Regions from separate parts of the Mus musculus genome. Here region 1 is linked to region 2. Evidence: chromatin contacts called from public promoter capture Hi-C data. All regions are on one chromosome and are shown on one strand. The core of a region is the stretch at or near the end of the contact, and the rest is flanking DNA. Distances in the headings are between cores, read along the strand shown. Region 1 holds the start of Rpl39 (ribosomal protein L39). Region 2 holds the start of Dock11 (dedicator of cytokinesis 11).

Region 1 (2,700 bases), core at 169-2,668, 1.2 Mb after region 2:
GAAGTGTTTCCTCCCAGTTCTCAACCCCGTGCTCCCAACCCAAACAAAAGGAAAAACATTTCAAAAGGGAGTCCCCAGCACACTAATTGACTGGGGTGGACCGTACTTTGCAACTGTGTATCTCCATGCCCAAAGTTACTTAAAACATAACGATTTCCAAGCCGGACAAGAGAAGGCTTACCTGATTTTGTTACCAGTTTTCATCCGGATCCACTGAGGAATAGGGCGATTTTGCTTTTGTTTCTTGGCCAGGAATCGCTTGATTCGGAAAGTCTTGTGAGAAGACTACGAGGAGATGCAACCAGCTTAGTGACACCACAGCCTAGTCTCTTGATTCAGTCACAAATTCCAACAAACTAACATCAGGCCTGCAGAACATACACCCAGGAAAAGCTCCCCGACCTCGAACCACCAAGTCCTTTATCCTCATCACTTCTCTGGAGGAAGAGTTAATGGCTTAAACATGGCTCATAATCAGCACCAAGTTTCTAAGCCCAGGTCCTGTCTGACCTATAAACTGGCTGTCTGCTGGGCTCCAGCGATGAAACACGGAATAGCTGGAGTAGGAGAGGAAACGGACTTACTGGAACAAGGATGGCTTGAGGTTAGGCAAACCCTGGCCAGTTTTAAGTCAATGACACTAGGTACTGTACTCTGTAAGTCTTATCTACCTCCAAGTGACATTGCTGGCTAACCTAAGATTACGGAGCCCTAGACACTCCGTAGGCAAACACCATTACATAAAAAAATGCAACGAAGGCCAAGCGCACTCGTCCCCCTAGACCAGTTGGAGGTTTTATTTAACAAATTCAGATACTAAACCCACTTTGTACCTAGACGCCCATAAGCATAATCTTGCCAGTAGGCAATGACTGATGCGCTGTTAGCAGACGCCTCCAAGGAGTGACGCGCTAACTTCTGAAGGGATCTCAAAGTTCTGTTAACCCTTACTGTGGACATCTCGCTGTGCAAATGGCGATTCATGCTCTTCGATCAGGGACAATCTAAGAGTGGTCCCAAGCCTCTCGTTCTGCCCCCCCCCCATCATGAAGATCACCGTCAGCCCCAGGCTATATGAAACAAGAATACTTTGCACCCCTTGCCAGGCTGCAGGAAGAGCGTTCTCATCCTGCAAGGGTAAATGGACTTGATAATTTCATGCCGCGCCCACAGGCCGATAGGTGTCCCAGCTCCAAAAACGAACACTAAAACCCTGAAAAATACACCCAGCCCTCAATGCTGCGCATGTCTGCCACAAAGGCACAGCGGTCTGTGGCCTCAGGAAAGCCGCTGAGGGACGGATGGCGGCCGATAGTCTTACCATGGCGAGAAGCCGAATCAAGAATAGCGCGCACGATGGCGGAGGAATGGAGAAGAGAAAGGCCGGGACCGGAAGAACGCGATTAGAAGAAGTCGCTAGAGGCGGAGCTTAGGGGGGGATGGATGACTCGCAGCGTCCTCCCTAGCTCCACCCCTGCGCTCCCATGGGGCCGTGGGAACCCAAACCGGTTTATAGAGAACGTAATTCCGAGGCCTCCGCGTCCATGCCTGTTCCTGCAGGTGATCATCATTGTGCTGAGGGCCACAGCCTTGGTGGCCATGGTAGGTGGCCTTTGAGAAGTAACCAAGTAAACCCTTAGCAAACACCTGGAAACGGAGTAGGCGGGACCAACTCTGAGGAGGGCGGGAAAAGGCCTACATCACTTCCAGAGCTGCAACTCCCCCCGCTTCTGCGAGAGGGGCGGGGCTTAGGGTTGGCGATGCACCCTGGAAGGGAGGAAGATGGGGCTGCAGACATCTTTTAATGACTAACTTCACTATTATAGAGAATCCAAGTTCCATTCACAGCACCCATATCAGGCAGCTTACAACCCTCCAGCTCTAGGGGGTAACATGTCTCTGACTTCCAGGGGCACCTACACTTATGATTTACAGGTACACGTCCCCATGTAAACACACACGGACCCATTATCAATAGTACCTAAAAATACTTGATTAAAAGGGAGGCGGAGCTAGAGAGATGGCTCAGCGGTTACGAGCACCATCTGCTCTTCCCGAGGTCCTGAGTTCAGTTCCCAGCAACCACATGGTGGTTCACAACCATCTGTAGTGAATAACTACAGTGTGCTCATATAAATAAAATAAATATGTAAATCTTAAGAAAAAAAAAAGGCGCCGGAAAGTGGTGGTGCACGCCTTTAATCCCAGCACTTGGGAGGCAGACAGACCTCTGAGTTTGAGACCATCCTGGTTTACTCACACGAGTTCCAGGACAGCCAAAGATACACAGAGAAACTCTGTCTCCGGTGGGGTAAAAATCCCATATACCAGGGCCAGGGGAATCGTTAGTAGATAAAAGCACCAGTTACGCAATCCTGCCAACTTATAGTTCAAGTCCCAAAAAGTGAAGATACAGGGCGTGGTGGCCTACACTTTTAATCTTAGCACTTGAAGCAGAAGGATCAATATCTCTGAGCTCAAGGCCAGCCTAGTCTATATACTGAGCTTCCAGCCAGTCAGGATTACTACATATAGACCCTGTCGCTAAATAAATAAATAAATAAATAAGTACTCCTATGTATCTGCAACCCTAAGATTCCTACCGCACAATAGAAGGTGGAGACAGGAGAGAAAGTCCTGGAAGATTGAGGGCCAGCTAGCCTGGAGTATTTAACACAGCAACAGAAACAAGGCAAACCC
Region 2 (2,700 bases), core at 17-2,516:
TGCAGGATAATGCCTGTCCCTTAGAGCCCTTCCATGTCCCAGGTCCTGGAGGAACCCTCCATCTGTGCCTTATCAGGATCAATGAGAAGGTGGCCAAATGGGCTTGCTGCTAGGAGACTTGGTCTTTTCTGGGTTCCTGGAGTCCATTCCCATGCTCTTGTTTCCATAACAAAGTCCTTGTGTAGGTGTGTGACTGTGTGCTCTTTGAAGGCCTGAGAAGTGTGGAAAGTGCCATTTGGGCACCGGTAGAAATCCTCAAAAAGGATTAGACCCCTGGTGATGGGCCATTTCAAACTTAAAACAAAACAAAAAAAAATGAAGTGGGGCCTTTCATTTCAGAATTAAGGCCTTGTTTGTGTCTAAGCATGCATGCTTTACACCTAGTCAGATGTTCTGGGGAAATTAAGGAAAGGGTGAGATGGTTGCAGAGCACAGGTAAAAGCTAGAGGATTGATAGGTCCTCCAAAAGCCTTCCCAGTGAGCACTAGGGCCACTCCTTCTGGAATCACTGCAGAACCACACAATTCATCAAAGGCTCTGGGGTCTCTCACCACCCAGCTATCCCTGCCTGGGTAAGACTCACTTCTAGAAGCCTGTCCCCTGGTTGCCCTATGAAGTGGATGCCTGGGTGGGGAAATGAAGGGGGTTGGGTACAGACCCAGACAAGTCTTTCCTGCAGCAAACCCGCTCTTCCTTCCTTTGACATAGGGCAGACCCAACCAGGCTGAGTACACAATAGGAGCATGCTGCTTCCATGTTGTTTCCCAGCCTCTAGCCGCCTGGGACCCAGGGGCTTGCAGGTTGGGGGCAAGTGAGATTTTTCCCACCGCCTCACTGCTCCTGAAGTCTTAAGGGAGGCAGAGGTCTCTGGAGGCCCCAGCACACCCTAGTCTTGGAGACATTTCATCACCCACCTCTGACCCCCTCCCGCGCCATACACTCGGAAAAAGAAGCAGCCTCATCTCGCCTCCCGGATGCGGCTGCACCAGCAACATCAGCTGCGGGCGGAGCCCGGGTGCTTGCCACTTCCCCCTCTTCCCGCGTGACCCTCGCCCCCACCTCCAGCACTCCCTCCCCCTCCAGGAGACACACCCTCCTTCTTAGGCCACTCAGGTCGGGGCCCTTGGTGAGAGGGAGCAGCCGCCGCCGCCCGGCAGGACCCAGAGCCTGCAAAAGCTAGAGCAAAAAGGAGGGAAAGAGGGAGGAGCGGCGCGCGGGAGGAGGAGCCGCGGGAGCTGGGCGCGGGGCGGCGAGCTGAGATGTGGCCGGCCCGTCGGCGTGTAAACACAGGCAGCAGCAGCAGCAGCGGCCGCCCGGGCCCGGGGCACTGAGCGCTCCCGCCGAGACCTGCCCGCCACCTCTGCCATGGCCGAAGTGCGCAAATTCACCAAGCGGCTGAGCAAGCCAGGCACGGCAGCCGAGCTCCGCCAGAGCGTGTCGGAGGCCGTGCGGGGCTCCGTGGTGCTGGTGAGTGGTCGAGCGACGGGGAGTCCCGGGGGGGGGGGGGTTCGCTCACACCGGGAGCAGCGCGGTGGCTTCCCGCGCGCGCGCTGGAGACCACGGGCAGGATGGGCGCAGCTGCGGTCGAGCGCTAGGAGCTCTCTTTTTCCTCTGTTCTACTTAAGTTTTCGCTCTGGCAACCGGCTGCCTGGGGGTGGGAGTCTCAGGCGCCACGGGACAGCGCTCTGGCTACCCCACCAGCTTGCGCTGGGCTGGAAGCTGAATGGCACAGCGGGTTTCACAGAGCTGCGGCCGGAGAGTGGGTCTCCACCCCAGCGGGGGCGGCTGAAAGCTTCAGATCGCACCTCCCGCTCCCCCGGACCCCCGCACAAAGAGCTGGAGATTAGGGCACGAGGAGATCCGGATCCCTTTAAGAGGGCACCTGGGGCAGCCTAGGCGGAAGGATGCGATGAGCACAGATATACTTGAGTGCGGATACACATCGGGTACACGCGCGCACACACACACACTCACTTACACACACAAAAAACCCCACCCAAAAGCCCAGGGCGCCCAAGCTCTGGCGGGCGATGTGGACAGAGGAAGCATAGCGACTTCCTCCTGCTACTGGGGAGAGGGAGGGTGGTGATGGGTGTTGAGGGGTACTGCCAACTAAGACAGAGGGAGAGGATTGGAAACAACGGGGGTGGGTCTGCGCCTGAGTGGGTTTTGAGTCTGTATCCTCTGGGAGAGGATGGTTCTTAAGACTTGTGAGCGATTGGAGGCAAGAGGATGTGGGAAGGACTGGATGTTGCTGTGTAAGGATGAAGACCCTAGAACCAGACGCCTACGTAGACTATTGGGGATGTCTTGGCGGCGGGTAGAGCTGGGGGATGGGGATTGGAGAGTGTTCTGACACCCCCCTCGGGGAACCACCCCTCCCCCGCACGCCAGCGCACCCTCATCAGTCCTGTTCAGATGGTCTAAATCTGGAGGGAAGCCTTGGATGGTAAGGGGCACTTGCTCCTTTGCTTTTAAAGGCTCCCATTGCCAATTTTTTGGACTAGGGACCAAACCTTAAATAAGCAGTGGGACTAAATCATTAGCGTGCTTTTTTGTTACTTTGTTTTGCAGGAGATTTGCTGGCTTTTGTCTCTTTCCACTCCTATATTATTTCATGTCATTCGCTGTGTTTAAATCTCCGCACTTAAGAGAGAGCTTTTTGTTAGCACAACTTATCCTGGGAAGGGAACCTCGCAG

What was found. Promoter capture Hi-C pulls out the DNA fragments that hold promoters and counts their contacts.
Region 1: a promoter capture Hi-C map of pre-B cells shows a contact between it and region 2. The contact joins the promoter of Rpl39 here to the promoter of Dock11 in region 2. A contact is called at or near these places in 2 of 39 promoter capture datasets (cranial neural crest and pre-B cells).

The regions. Positions count from the first base shown.
Region 1 is chrX:37,083,804-37,086,503 of GRCm38.p6, forward strand. Rpl39 (ribosomal protein L39) reads right to left here and starts at 1,419. Exons shown (of 3, transcript NM_026055.2): 1 at 1,322-1,419; 2 at 182-285. The coding sequence starts at 1,324.
Region 2 is chrX:35,887,566-35,890,265 of GRCm38.p6, forward strand. Dock11 (dedicator of cytokinesis 11) reads left to right here and starts at 1,267. Exons shown (of 53, transcript NM_001009947.3): 1 at 1,267-1,467. The coding sequence starts at 1,366.